3 separate regions of the Mus musculus genome follow, and regions 2 and 3 are each linked to region 1. A link is a contact called in public HiChIP or PLAC-seq and promoter capture Hi-C data. All regions are on one chromosome and are shown on one strand. Each heading gives the region's core, a stretch centred on a gene start, on an enhancer-like site or on the middle of the called end of the contact. The rest is flanking DNA. Distances are from core to core; before and after follow the strand shown.

Evidence for each region. Promoter capture Hi-C pulls out the DNA fragments that hold promoters and counts their contacts. HiChIP or PLAC-seq counts read pairs in DNA pulled down with a chosen protein or histone mark.
Region 2: a contact with region 1 is called in an H3K27ac HiChIP or PLAC-seq map of embryonic stem cells, with 5 times the contacts expected there. The contact joins the promoter of Dmrtb1 here to the enhancer-like site in region 1. A contact is called at or near these places in 2 of 39 promoter capture datasets (embryonic stem cells and pre-B cells), 2 of 115 datasets of contacts at active chromatin or transcription factors (astrocytes and embryonic stem cells) and 1 of 9 other capture datasets (adipose tissue).
Region 3: a promoter capture Hi-C map of hippocampal neurons shows a contact between it and region 1, with 4 times the contacts expected there. The contact joins two enhancer-like sites. A contact is called at or near these places in 3 of 39 promoter capture datasets (cranial neural crest, hippocampal neurons and pre-B cells), 4 of 484 Hi-C or Micro-C datasets (the HL-1 cell line, cardiomyocytes, cerebellar granule neurons and 1 more), 1 of 115 datasets of contacts at active chromatin or transcription factors (embryonic stem cells) and 1 of 9 other capture datasets (embryonic stem cells).

Annotation. Positions count from the first base shown.
Region 1 is chr4:106,706,079-106,709,974 of GRCm38.p6, reverse strand. Mroh7 (maestro heat-like repeat family member 7) reads left to right here. Exons shown (of 24, transcript NM_001126487.1): 6 at 1-17; 7 at 259-388; 8 at 1,409-1,504; 9 at 2,120-2,224; 10 at 2,381-2,516. Among named protein-coding and RNA genes, the nearest start is that of Mroh7, 20 kb to the left of the region's middle. Within about 2 kb of position 1,809, at least 49 of the 459 cell types and tissues checked have an H3K27ac peak or open chromatin away from gene starts, as enhancers often do. A contact at or near this core is called in embryonic stem cells and hippocampal neurons, where this site is marked.
Region 2 is chr4:107,682,575-107,686,470 of GRCm38.p6, reverse strand. Dmrtb1 (DMRT-like family B with proline-rich C-terminal, 1) reads left to right here and starts at 2,241. Exons shown (of 4, transcript NM_019872.2): 1 at 2,241-2,891. The coding sequence starts at 2,309.
Region 3 is chr4:107,342,621-107,346,516 of GRCm38.p6, reverse strand. It overlaps Yipf1 (Yip1 domain family, member 1), which reads right to left. Exons shown (of 10, transcript NM_145550.3): 7 at 1,839-2,005; 8 at 1,326-1,508. Among named protein-coding and RNA genes, the nearest start is that of Ndc1, 23 kb to the left of the region's middle. Within about 2 kb of position 1,621, at least 13 of the 459 cell types and tissues checked have an H3K27ac peak or open chromatin away from gene starts, as enhancers often do. A contact at or near this core is called in hippocampal neurons, where this site is marked.

The DNA of each region.
Region 1 (3,896 bases), core at 560-3,059:
ATCCTGGCACAGCTGAGGTATCCCTGTCCTTTCTCTTCCACACTCTGCCCCTTCTCACACCCCTGTCCACTCCGAGCCTTTCCCTCTCCCCCTGCCCAGTTCCCTGTGGACCCTGATACTTCCACACCCGTTGCTCACACCCCACCTTCTCCTGTGGATCTAATCTCGGGTGACCCTCCCTAAGTCAGGTGTCCCCTTCCCCATGCTGCATCCTCTGCCCCCCCCCTCACTCCACACCTGGCATCCTGTCTCTCTCAGTCACACCAAGCCTATCCTGAGCGTGCGGGAGAGGGTGGAGCTGGTGAACACCTGTGTGCGGAGCGTGTTCTCACTGCCCTCCGTGCAGGCCATGCAGGAGAAGGACGAGTCCAAGGCCGAAGTCATCCAGGTGAGCTGGACCCTCCTGGTTCGGCTTTAGGTTTGGGGACATCCTCAGAAGGGACAAGGTTCAGGGGTGAGTGGGGGCTTTCTATAGATGGTCTCCCTTACTCCTTGGCTGAGTGGCCCGGAGCACCTCACGTCACCTGCGACAGTCTGAACAGATACTTGATAGCTATTCAGCAGAAGGGTGAACTGTTGCAGTAATGGCTTCCTTAGGAGGGCCCTGTCCTGTATCAGGGATATAGATAGATGCTGTAAGGCCGTAGGAAGTGGGCAGGATAAGAGGGTAGTACTGAGGACTGTGCTCTATGGAAGAAGACTGGGGGAAACTGGGCAGAGACCTGGAGAACAGAGCCTCAAAGGGGGTTTGGTGAGCATCTTTAAGTCTCTGCAGAATCATTCCTGGAGGTACCACAGCAGGGGATACTAAGGTATAAGATGCAAGGAGAGCTAGGGTCAAGCGGGATGTTGAGTGAGAGGGGGGGTCCAGCTGTTCGGCTACCCTTTCTCTCAGCAGGTATTAGCCATGTTCCTCTCCAGGTCACTACGGTAGTCTCGCAGTAGTGTGACGGTGGAGGAGATGGATGCCATCAAAGAACCCAGTACCCAAAAATCTCCGCAGTAGTCAGTGCTGCAAGCATAAACCATGGGGTATCAAAAAGAGTATGGGATGAGGAACATGGCCTAGGGTGGATGGAGCACGTGGTTTCCTGGAAGAGGGTGGCAGAGAACCTGTACAGAACCCATGCCAACTGCCAGGATGATAAGTGATGTGACTGAAGACTGGAGGGTGGGGGGACAGGGACTCTGACAGGCGTGCTGTATAATAGGTAGGGGTGAGGCCACACAGACAGATAAGATAGCGTCTGGGTTCTGGATTCTCAAGCTGGTGGCCTGAGAGGGCCCAAAGTCATGGCCAGAATCCTTGCTGTGGAAGGAACTGGCAGCCCCTTGTAGTTACAAGTCGTGCCAGCAGAGGGCGGTGGTGTCTAACAAGCTCCCAGCAGCTCTGTCCTCCTGTCCACAGATCCTTTACTACCAGACCTTGGATTCCTTGCAGAAACTTCTGAATGCCCTCTTTATTGAAGACCCCACTCCTACTGGGCTGAAGAGCATCCTGGAGGTGCGGCGTGGGGGGTGGGGGGGTGGGGACGACACGGGGCAAGCAGGGAAAGGGAGAAGGAAGTAGGAAAATGGCTTCATACAAGTGGGAGGTGGGCTCTGAAGGAGTGGCGTCATCCTGAGCCAGTGCCCTGCTTCCATGTTGTATTTTACGCTGTTATTTAGTTTTGGTGACGCTGAGGGTTGGACCCAAACCCTTGTACCTGCGAGGCAAGCCCTCTACCTCTGAGCCACAGCAGAGTCCTGTTCCCTCTTTCCTTGTTTATCTGTATACACAGTCACACTGAATTGCCCAGCACTGCCTTGAACTTTTGATCCTATTATCTCAGCTTCCTGAGTCACTGTCTGCAATTCCCCTACAGCCACTGCTCTTGCCCCACCCCTTTCTCCATTGTTATCCATGTCTCTTCTCTCTTCATTGACCCCGTCCCTTCCTTTGCTCTGAGTCCCCTTCTCAGCTCAAACCCCACCTGTCATTGATCCTCAGGAAGAGAAGGAAGACGGTGGCAAATTGCCTTCTTTCTTCTTCTGGAAGCTTCTTGCAGATTACTGACTTACCCACAGACAGCAGGGGCTGGCAGACAATGGTAGCAGAATCTCTCCCTTGTCCCCACAGCCCCTAGGGCCCTGGATGAACTCTGGGAAGGCCCACGAGCGGGCTCGGGCTGTGAACAGCAACGTCTCTGTGTTGAACCACACACTTGTGACCCTGCCATTCTTAGTGAGTGTTCCTGGGTGTGACCCTGCCATTCTTAGTGGGTGTTCGGGGGTGGGGGCATTCCGGTGACTTCTCAGTTGATCTTCTGCAGCTGGGCAGGTCTTCTTGCCCTGCACTATGTAGCTATAGACTCCCTCCCTGTGATTGTGACACTCACAGATATCCTCGGGCTTCCCAACACTGGGTCTTCTGCTGGGGAGGCTCCTTCTTCGAATCGGGGATCCTGATGAGGAGATCGGACGGGAGGCTCTGGACGGCATCACCATCCTCTACACCATCCTGGATCTCCAGAAACGTATGCCCAAGTCAGGTCCCTAGCCACTGCACAGCTAGGGAGGGGAGCATGGTGGTACGGCTGGGCAGTTGGAGGCAGGCAGAATGGGTCAGATGGGGATTAGGAGCTGATGGGAAACTCCTATCTCCATGGAACCAGGAGCAGAGGTACAAACTAGCCATTGTTTTTCATGTTTGTTTGTTTTTAAGCTCTGGCCCCTGACTTTTAATCCTCCTGACTTAGCGTCTCAGGTACTGGGACTACAGGCATGTACTGCCCTGTTAGACAACAACTCTATCACGACAGGAGCTGTCCTTCAGTTGGCTAAGCTTTCCCATATTGTTCCAACCTTGATTTCTCCTTCTAATGTACCATGTGCACCTAGGTATGATGGCCCTGATGTCTTCTTCCTTTGTCTGTCTTTCCTACTAGACTGTAATGCCATGAGGGTAAGGCAGGATTCTCTGTTCTTTCTGAGTCTAGCCATGGGCTGGCATATGGTCTTATTCAGTGAATATGCATAGGACCTAATGAAGACCAGGTCCTACATTAGAGTCTGGAGCCTGTAAGTGAAAGCACAGCCTGAGGTTAGGTTTCAGGGAGCTCATGAGATGGTTTCCAGGCTGCCTTCAACCTCCTGCCGTTCTTTCTCCTTAGTCCCGATTCTATATCAACCAGGAAACCTTGGCTGGTTTCCTAGTTTCTCCTGACTCTGAAGGCAGAGTGGCCTGCATGTCACACCTGGTTTTGGCTCTCGACTTTCCCAGCTTGAGTGACCTCTTCTGTATATTTTTCTAGATTTTCTCATCTGTTACAGGATTATGGTTGAGTGCTTTTTGAAATATTAAATGGTATTCTTCAAACGAGTTCATGGGAAGAGATCAGCTCAGGGTCCCATGTCATAGGTGCTTGTCGAATAGAACTCTCTTCTCTTCGTGCCCCCCACTTTCTGGGATATGTCTGGGGTCCCTATTCTTTCTCATTGCTAGCATGTGGGGCAATGTTTCCTAAGAGATTTCTCCACTGGCCTGGAGGCATGCATGTCTTTTAAACAGGTGGGTGAAAAGTAGGCTACAGTGTGTCTTTTTTTGGGGGGTGGGGGTTATATTTGAGACAGGGTTTCTCTGTGTAGCCCTCAGTAGACCAGGCTGGCCTCAGAAATCCACCTGCCTCCACCTCCCAAATGCTGGGATTATGGGGTTAAAGGTGTGTGCCACCACTGCCCGGGTCTTTTTAATGTATATAAATACACTGTAGCGATCTTCAGACACACCAGAAGAGGTCCCGTTACATTTGGTTAGGAGCCACCATGTGGTTGCTGGGAATTGAACTCAGGACCTCTGGAAGAACAGTTACTGCTCTTAACCACTGAGCTATCTCTCTAGCTTCGGTAGGCTATAA
Region 2 (3,896 bases), core at 992-3,491, 980 kb before region 1:
CCCAACCCCGAGTCAGGGATGAAAGATTCGCTGGCTCAGCCACGGCTTCCACGTGAGCTAGAATCACTCTTTTCTGAGGCTCGCCGAGTTTCTACACCAGTGAGCCACTAAGACCAGTGAGTCTCTAGGCTAGCTCTTCTCAAAGTACGGACCAATCTTTGAAGTGGTGGTCGTAAAAGACCGTGATCTTGCCGCTGCGGGCTTTGTACCTTCCAGAAAATGGGTGATGCCAAGGGCGCCGTAATGGCGGGAACTGGAAGTGTACAGACCGGCAGTCGAAGTTGCCAGCCAGCGCCAGCCAAGTTGTCTGACCCCAGGGCCGAAGGCGGTCTGCTGGAAACCCGGGCTTTACCCCCCCCCCCCCCCCATAGAGTCACTGCAGTGCATTCTCCAGAGGGAAGTGGGCAGATGGTGTCCGAGTCCCACAGCGATTTCTGCTGAGGTTCAAAACTACAGCAGCCCGAGTCAGGATGGCCACCGCGGGGACTCAGCTGGGACAGATCCTACAGTTAATGCAGTGGGGTAAGACTTCTTTCTGGCTTTAGGGAGCTCCAGGGAATCTGCACGGTGTAGGGATATAGTTCCACTTTTGTAGTCTTTTAGTTCTGATCTTAGTCATAGTCGCGCTGAACATAGTCGCGCTGCTTCTGACCCTCTGAGATGGCCTGCTTACTATTTAAAGCACTGCCTGTCTTTACCTTTTGAAAACCTTTTGAAAGACACCATAGATATTTCTTTTGAAAAGGAAAAAAAAAGAACCACAGCCTGGCGTAGTGGTGCATGCCCTTAACCCAGCACTCAGGAGGCAGATAGCGTGTGTGTGTGTGTGTGTGTGTGTGTGTGTGCGCGCGCGCGTGTGTATGTGTGTGTATACACACATATATGTATATATATTTAAATGACAGGTTGTATGTAGGCTATTAGATTTTTTTTCATGGAGATTGTGCTTGCTTGTGTGTGTGTGTGTGTGTGCATGTATGTGATTTTTTTTTCTTTTGGGTGGAATTACTCTCCAAAGCTGGGAGCTCCCCTTCTCTCAGAGTGAACCGACTGGAACACATGCTTTGTCACAAAACAAGCAAATTGTGGCTCCTTGTGATATTGGTAGATTCTGGGAATAAAGGCCATCCTGGAGGGGCAAGCCCCCCTAAGTTAGGTCTGAACACACCGTGCTGTGTGCCCTATACTGGGTGAGCAGATGTCTGAGGAAGGCTCTTGCAAATGTTTACTTATATGGCCCCTCTCCTGAGAGAAGTATGCATGCTTCATCAATGTATTTCCAGTGGCTAGGGAATTTTTTTTTAAGTAGTTGTGTTTGGCTTCATAAAGACAATTAAAAGACCATATGAAACAAGAAACACACACACACACACAAACACACACACACACAAACAAACCCAAAAGCCAGTAATTCAAATTAGTTCCGAACTATCATGTTTTGCTTTAGAACATTATTTTTGTTTTTGCTTTTTGTTTTTTGTTTTTCGAGACAGGGTTTCTCTGTGTAGCCCTGGCTGTCCTGGAACTCACTCTGTAGACCAGGCTGGCCTCGAACTCAGAAATCCGCCTGCCACTGCCTCCCAAGTGCTGGGATTAAAGGCATGCGCCACCAACGCCCGGCACTTTAGAACATTATTAAGCATGCATTTTTCAGACCCTAGTGCTTACACAAACAGGACTCAAAAACTCATGGTTTCTGCAATGCCTGTAAGTAACCAACACTGCACTAAGCGCTGAAGAATATTCTGGAAGCAGAACTGCTCTTTTTCTCTACAGAGGAGCGAGATGAAGCAGAAGCAGCTGCTTCGGGGAGGAAAAACACAGTGTTCTCTGGAACTTTCCAATAGTACGGGTTTACTAACAGCTCTGTTCATTGGGAGTTTTAAAACCCTCGACCGTTGAGTAGAAGTCCGCCTTTTTTCAAAAAAAAAAAAAAAAAAAAAAATCTATTTTCCAGTTACAATTTGGCGGGAACAGGAAGTTTGAAAATTCAAGTGCCGAAAACTTCAAATAACTCGTATGACATACATGTAATAAGTATTTCATTTTTAATTTACACCGTACACCATTGCCCAACACACAGAAACACGGTAAATTTAGCACACACACACACACAGAAAGTGGAAAAAATGCAAGAGTCCTATTGCAGTTCTCCGGACATTCAGCGAGCTGTTTTGTTACAAGTGTATCCAATGTCCCCAGCACCAGGGACTTATGGGGGCACCGCTCATTCCTGCTTCACTTGCTCTGCAGCTTCGGGAAGTGGTGGCTGCGTTTGGAAGCAGAGCTTGCCCAGCTAGACGACAAGATGCTTCGCGCCCCCAAGTGCTCTAGGTGCCGGAACCATGGCTATCTGGTACCAGTCAAGGGCCATACGGGCAAATGCCGCTGGAAGCAGTGCATCTGTGACAAGTGCTACCTGATCACCGAGCGCCAGAAGATCATGGCTGCCCAGAAGGTTCTCAGAACCCAAGCTGCCGAGGAGCAGGTGGCGACCGTGGGCACGCAGGGTCCCCAGCTGCCTCCTAGGGCTCCAGCAGCGGCGGCCACCGCCTTGAGCTCCAGCATTTGCCCACTGCCTAGGGCGGTTCCGGGAGGCGTTGGGCCAGGCCCCACGGCCACTTGCTTCCTCGAGAGGCCCCCGCAGGCCCCGAGCCCAGGCCCGAGCACCTTCCAGCTGGGCCCAAGTGGCCGCCCGGGCCCCAGCACCTTCCAGCCTGGACCAGGGGCCCCCGGGGGACTGCGCGACCGTTCCTCCGCGTGGCTGCCCCAGCTCATGCCACAGGCGCCCAGGCCGGAGCTTTGCTACCCGGATCAGCACCTGCCAGTGCGGCCCGTGCCAGTGCCAGGGCCAGTGCGGCCCGTGCCCCGACTGCCGTTCGCCGACTACGGTAAGCCCAGCCTCGTGCAGCCGACGGTTCCTCCGGCCTGTACCAGGCCAGCAGCCTCCGGCTCTAAGCTGGAGTCCCAGACTGGTGCCGGGGTGGGAAAGGCGCCTTCCCCAGGTAACCCCGCTTGAGAACCTGTTCCCAGACAAGGATTTGGGTGGGTGGCTTCTGATGATAGCAATGGGAAAAAGCTGGTAGGGAAGAATGTGCAGTGCAGGGGGGCTTTGTTGAGATGCAGTTTTCTGCCTCTGTACTTTTGCAAGAGGAAAAAAAAGATGGCAGCTGGGCAGCTTTGGCAGTGGCGCCTTTCCGTGGCCCCTCTAGCGCGTTTGCACGGCATCCCTTCCCCCCTCCCAGGTCTAGATCTCTTGTGCCTGCGTGGCAACCCCTCCCCCTCCCCGCCTGCCATTTTTCTCCTGCTGGAGAGTCTTTTTCTGAGTGGCTGTTCACCTTAAACTGCGCCTGCGCACCCTCCTTTCACTGAGCCGAGGCTAATTTATCCTAACTGCAGTGTCTAGCCTAACGCACCTGTACTCACACTCACTTGTTCCATTTCACCTGATGTGGTGGGGAATAAAACTTTCTGCTAGTTGGCCAGGGGGATGGGCTGGTTCACTAAGATTTTTTTTCCCCCTCGCTTTGTGCATTAATTACATTGTTTCTTTATGCTGTAGGTTGCTTTCCTGGTTGAAGTAGATTTCTTGAGTTTTTTTAAAATTATATTTATATCTTATAATTTATTTATTATAATGCATTGGTGTTTTGCCGGCATGCATGTCTGTGTGAGGGTGTCTTATCCTCTGGAACTAGAATTACAGGCAGGTGTGAGCTGCCACATGGGTGCTAGGAATTGAGCCTGGGACCTCTGGAAGAGCAGCCGGTGCTCTTAACCTCTTAACCGCTGAGCCACCTCTCTAGCCCCTGAAGTATGTTTTCAAGTAATGTAAAATTTGAGGCTCTTGGAATGCGGCTCTTTGGGATGAAGACTTGGGTTTTTGGGGGGGGTAG
Region 3 (3,896 bases), core at 372-2,871, 640 kb before region 1:
GCAAGCCAGGTGAGGCAAGCCAGTAAGGAACATCCCTCCATGGCCTCTGCATCAGCTCCTGCTTTCTGACCTGCTTGAGTTCCAGTCCTGACTTCCTTGGTGATGAACAGCAATATGGAAGTGTAAGCCGAATAAACCCTTTCCTCCCCAACTTGTTTCTTGGTCATGAAGTTTTGTCCAGGAATAGAAACCCTGACTAAGACAGGCAGGAAAGTTCTGCCTTTAGTAGAGTGTCCTGAAGTGTCATGGGCATATCCTGAAGGTCCTGACACAGGTGCCACGTAATTTTCATTTTTATTTTTATTTGTGTTTGTTTTAGGTAAGGTCTCTAGCCTGGGACAGCCTCCACATCCTTAGGTAGCTGAGGCCAATGATGAATGTTGACTCTACCTGTCTCTACTTCCCAAACGAGAGAATTACAGGCACCACATAAACGGGGTGTTGTGGTACAGGGAAACCAACCCAGGACTCTCAGTGGTATCAACAGAGCTACATCCCCAACCCCAAAACTGGTTCTTTTAAAACTTATTTTGACTTTATTTGGGTAGTACCTGTGTGTGTGTGTGTGTGTGTGTGTGTGTGTGTGTGAGAGAGAGAGAGAGAGAGAGAGAGAGAGAGAGAGAAGAAAGAGAGAGAGATGCAAAGAGTGTGCAGATTCATGCATGCTATGTTCATGCAGAGAGCATGCAGAACACCATGTTCTTTCCACCTTACTGATTTGAGATAGAATTCCTCACTGAACTTTAAGTTTGCCGTTTGGCAAATCTGACTGTCCAGTTAGTTTCTCTGTGTAGCCCTGGCTGTTCTGGAACTCACTCTGTAGACCAGGCTGGCCCTGAACTCAAAGATCTGCCCAACTCTGCCTCCAGAGCACTGGCATTAAAGCCATGCACCACGACTGCCTGGTTTAAACGCTGAATCTTAACCACGTCACAGAAACAAGGAAAACCAGACAGTAGAACCCAATCCTCACCCTTTTACCAGCTTCCTTCCCAGGGCAGTCTTGACATTTAGTTCATAGGATCCATTTTAAAAGCACCACTGTGTCTGGTAAGTGTAAGGATTTGCAGAGTAAGTGTTGACATGTGCGCATGATATACACCTATGGTGCTGGAGAGACTGCTCTTATGGTAGAGGGGCTTTTAGGGCACCCTGGTGGCATGAGCTTGATCCCCAAAACTCACATGGTGGAAACAATGAACTGACTCTTGGAAGTTGTCTGCTGACCTCTACACGTGAGCTGTGGCTTGCATGTGCCTACACTCGTACGTCCTAGATAAGTAAATAAATAAGTACAGTACCAAGCAGGCACGTCAAGAACATACCAAGCAGCCCACAGAGAGCAGCACATGAAGCAACACGATTGTCACAATGGTGGCCAAGGCGACACGCCGGTTATCCTCACGAACAGCTGGCCAAAATGTCATTACCAACACAGAGCCTGAGACGCCCAGGGCAATCATGACAAGGACCCAACGAACAACCCTCTGGGGAATGATCCACAGGACCTGGGAAAAGAGAGAGTGTGAGGTGAGTGCCTCATTCCTGGCACATGTGTTCACACCACTCCTGAGCCTGCACTCAGCGGCTCAGAGCACTGCTTTGCAGAGCTAGGCTTTGCAGAGCACCCTAGTAGCAGCGTGCAGACAGATGAACACAGCCAAAGCCCTTGCCTTCCCAGCACCCATCCATCCTGCAATTTAAATTCAAAAGGAGCCTCCAGGGATGTGGGAGCATTAGGCTGGAAATAACAAGGCCCCCGTGGGATACTTTGTTGAATTTTCTAATTTTCCACCCAAAACAGCAGGGCTCTGCCTACTCACCCGCATGGTACTTACTGCTGTGGGGATATAGATGAACAGCGAGTAGCCGTAGACACACACGATCTCCAGAAAGGAATAGGAAACCATGCTCATCACTTTGCTGTTTCTCCACAGGAGGAAGCCCCAGAGGGCCAGAGGGACCAGCCAGGCATAGGCATAGATGACAGTCGCTGCGATAGACACTGTGGGTGACAGGGCGGTTCCATCTCCATCAAGCCTTTAGCAAGCTCCCTGTCGGGGTGTTAACACACTATTCCTGGGCCCAGCACACAGTAGGTGCTTTATGAACATTTGTTGATGTAATGAGCCCCTTAGCATGTGTCTTTGTGGTAGTGACTTGTGTCTCCTTTATGGTTTTATAATGGACTTGGTGACTAAAAATTTCTAATAGAAACAACTGAATTATGTAACTGAAATACTTTAGAGAGCTTCACTAAAAGTGTCTAAATATACTTAGCTTTTAGATCAAATAAAACCCAACTACCCCCTTGGAAGAACACGTTTTTCCTCTCTAGCAAAACAAGAGCTTACACTGATTTCCTTAGCAAATGCATTAAAATGCCCTGGGTGCAGATTAACCTGCTCTGCGTGCCATCTAGTGATCTGTCTCTGAAATACGGAGTTCCAGCTCAGAGGCACCTGAATTATCTCCACGCTAGCTTCTTCCCACCTAAATACTCTGTGTTATGTGGATCAGCACCTCCTGGGGACCATTGCTGGGCGCTCTCCTGATCTTCTGTCCTCTCCTGAAGAACAGCATTCCCAGGACTGCCCTCCTTCTGAAGTGACAATCCCAGAGCACGCTAAACCAAGGCACCTGTCCTTCCAACGTGAAAACTGGCAAATAATTCAATTAGCACCTCCTGCAAAGACAGGCCCCTCCTAGGAATTCCAGTCGGACTCTGATGAAAGCATGTTGCCCAGAACCCTCGGGGGCTCCATCACAGGTCTTTTGTTTTTATTTTTATTTTTTATTTTTTCATGTTGGAATGGCCTTATTGAGCCACCAGCTTTGCTGACATAATTCCTTTTCCTTGGGTAGGTAAGGAAGGGGAAGGAAATTCTACCGTGGCTGTAGCCACTGCTTATTAAGCACTGGTTAGACATCAGACACTGCACTCAGAGCTTTACTGTGAGGCAACGAGGTGCCTGAGGCAAAGCATACTCCAGGCCGTAGGTTCTAATCCTAGGCAAAGCAACTTTGGGTGGAGAGTTACATAACCTTCCTATTTCAGTTTCCCTGCCTGCAGAATGCAAGGAAGATTACCCGTGAGGCTCTTGGGAGAACCAAACAAGTAAACCCAGACACGAGCTATTCTAAGCAGTGATTGACATGTAATACATACTCAGGAGTTAAATATGAGGGCTGGAGAAGGCTCGGCAGTTAAGAACACTAGCAGCTTTTCCAGAACCCAGATTCGATCCCTAGAACTGATGTGACAGTTCACAACTGTCTGGATCTCCAATTTCAATTTGATTCACTCCCCTGACCCCTTAGGGCAACAGGCAAGCAAGTGCTACACAGAAATACATGCAGTCAAAACACCCGTTCACACACATACATTTCAAAAATAAATAATTAAGGCTGGTCATTGTGGTGCATGCCTTTTATCCCAGCACTCAGGAAATGGAGGCAGAGGCAGGCAGTTCTCTGTGAGTTCAGGATGAGTCTGGTCTACATAGTGAGTTTCAGGACAGTCAGAGCTATGTAGAGAGACCCTGTCTCACAAATAGATATATAAAAGTAAGTAAGTAAAATGAAATAATGAGCTCTTTCGTCAGGCATGGTGTCAGAATCGCAGTCCTAGCACCTAGGAGGTAAAGGCTGGAGGACCAGGAACTCAAGGCCACCCTCCCTCTTAACACAGTGAACTGGAAATCAGCCTGGGCCACACGAAGGCTGTCTCCAAAGAACAAAGACCAGTAATGGAGCTGACTGGCAAGTATGTTCAAGACCCAGGTTTCACTTCCCACACCACACACAAAGGATTATAATCTCAGTGTTAATGATACATGTGCATGTCTGTAATCCAAGTGTCTGAAAGGCTACGGCAAGACAATTATAACTTCATG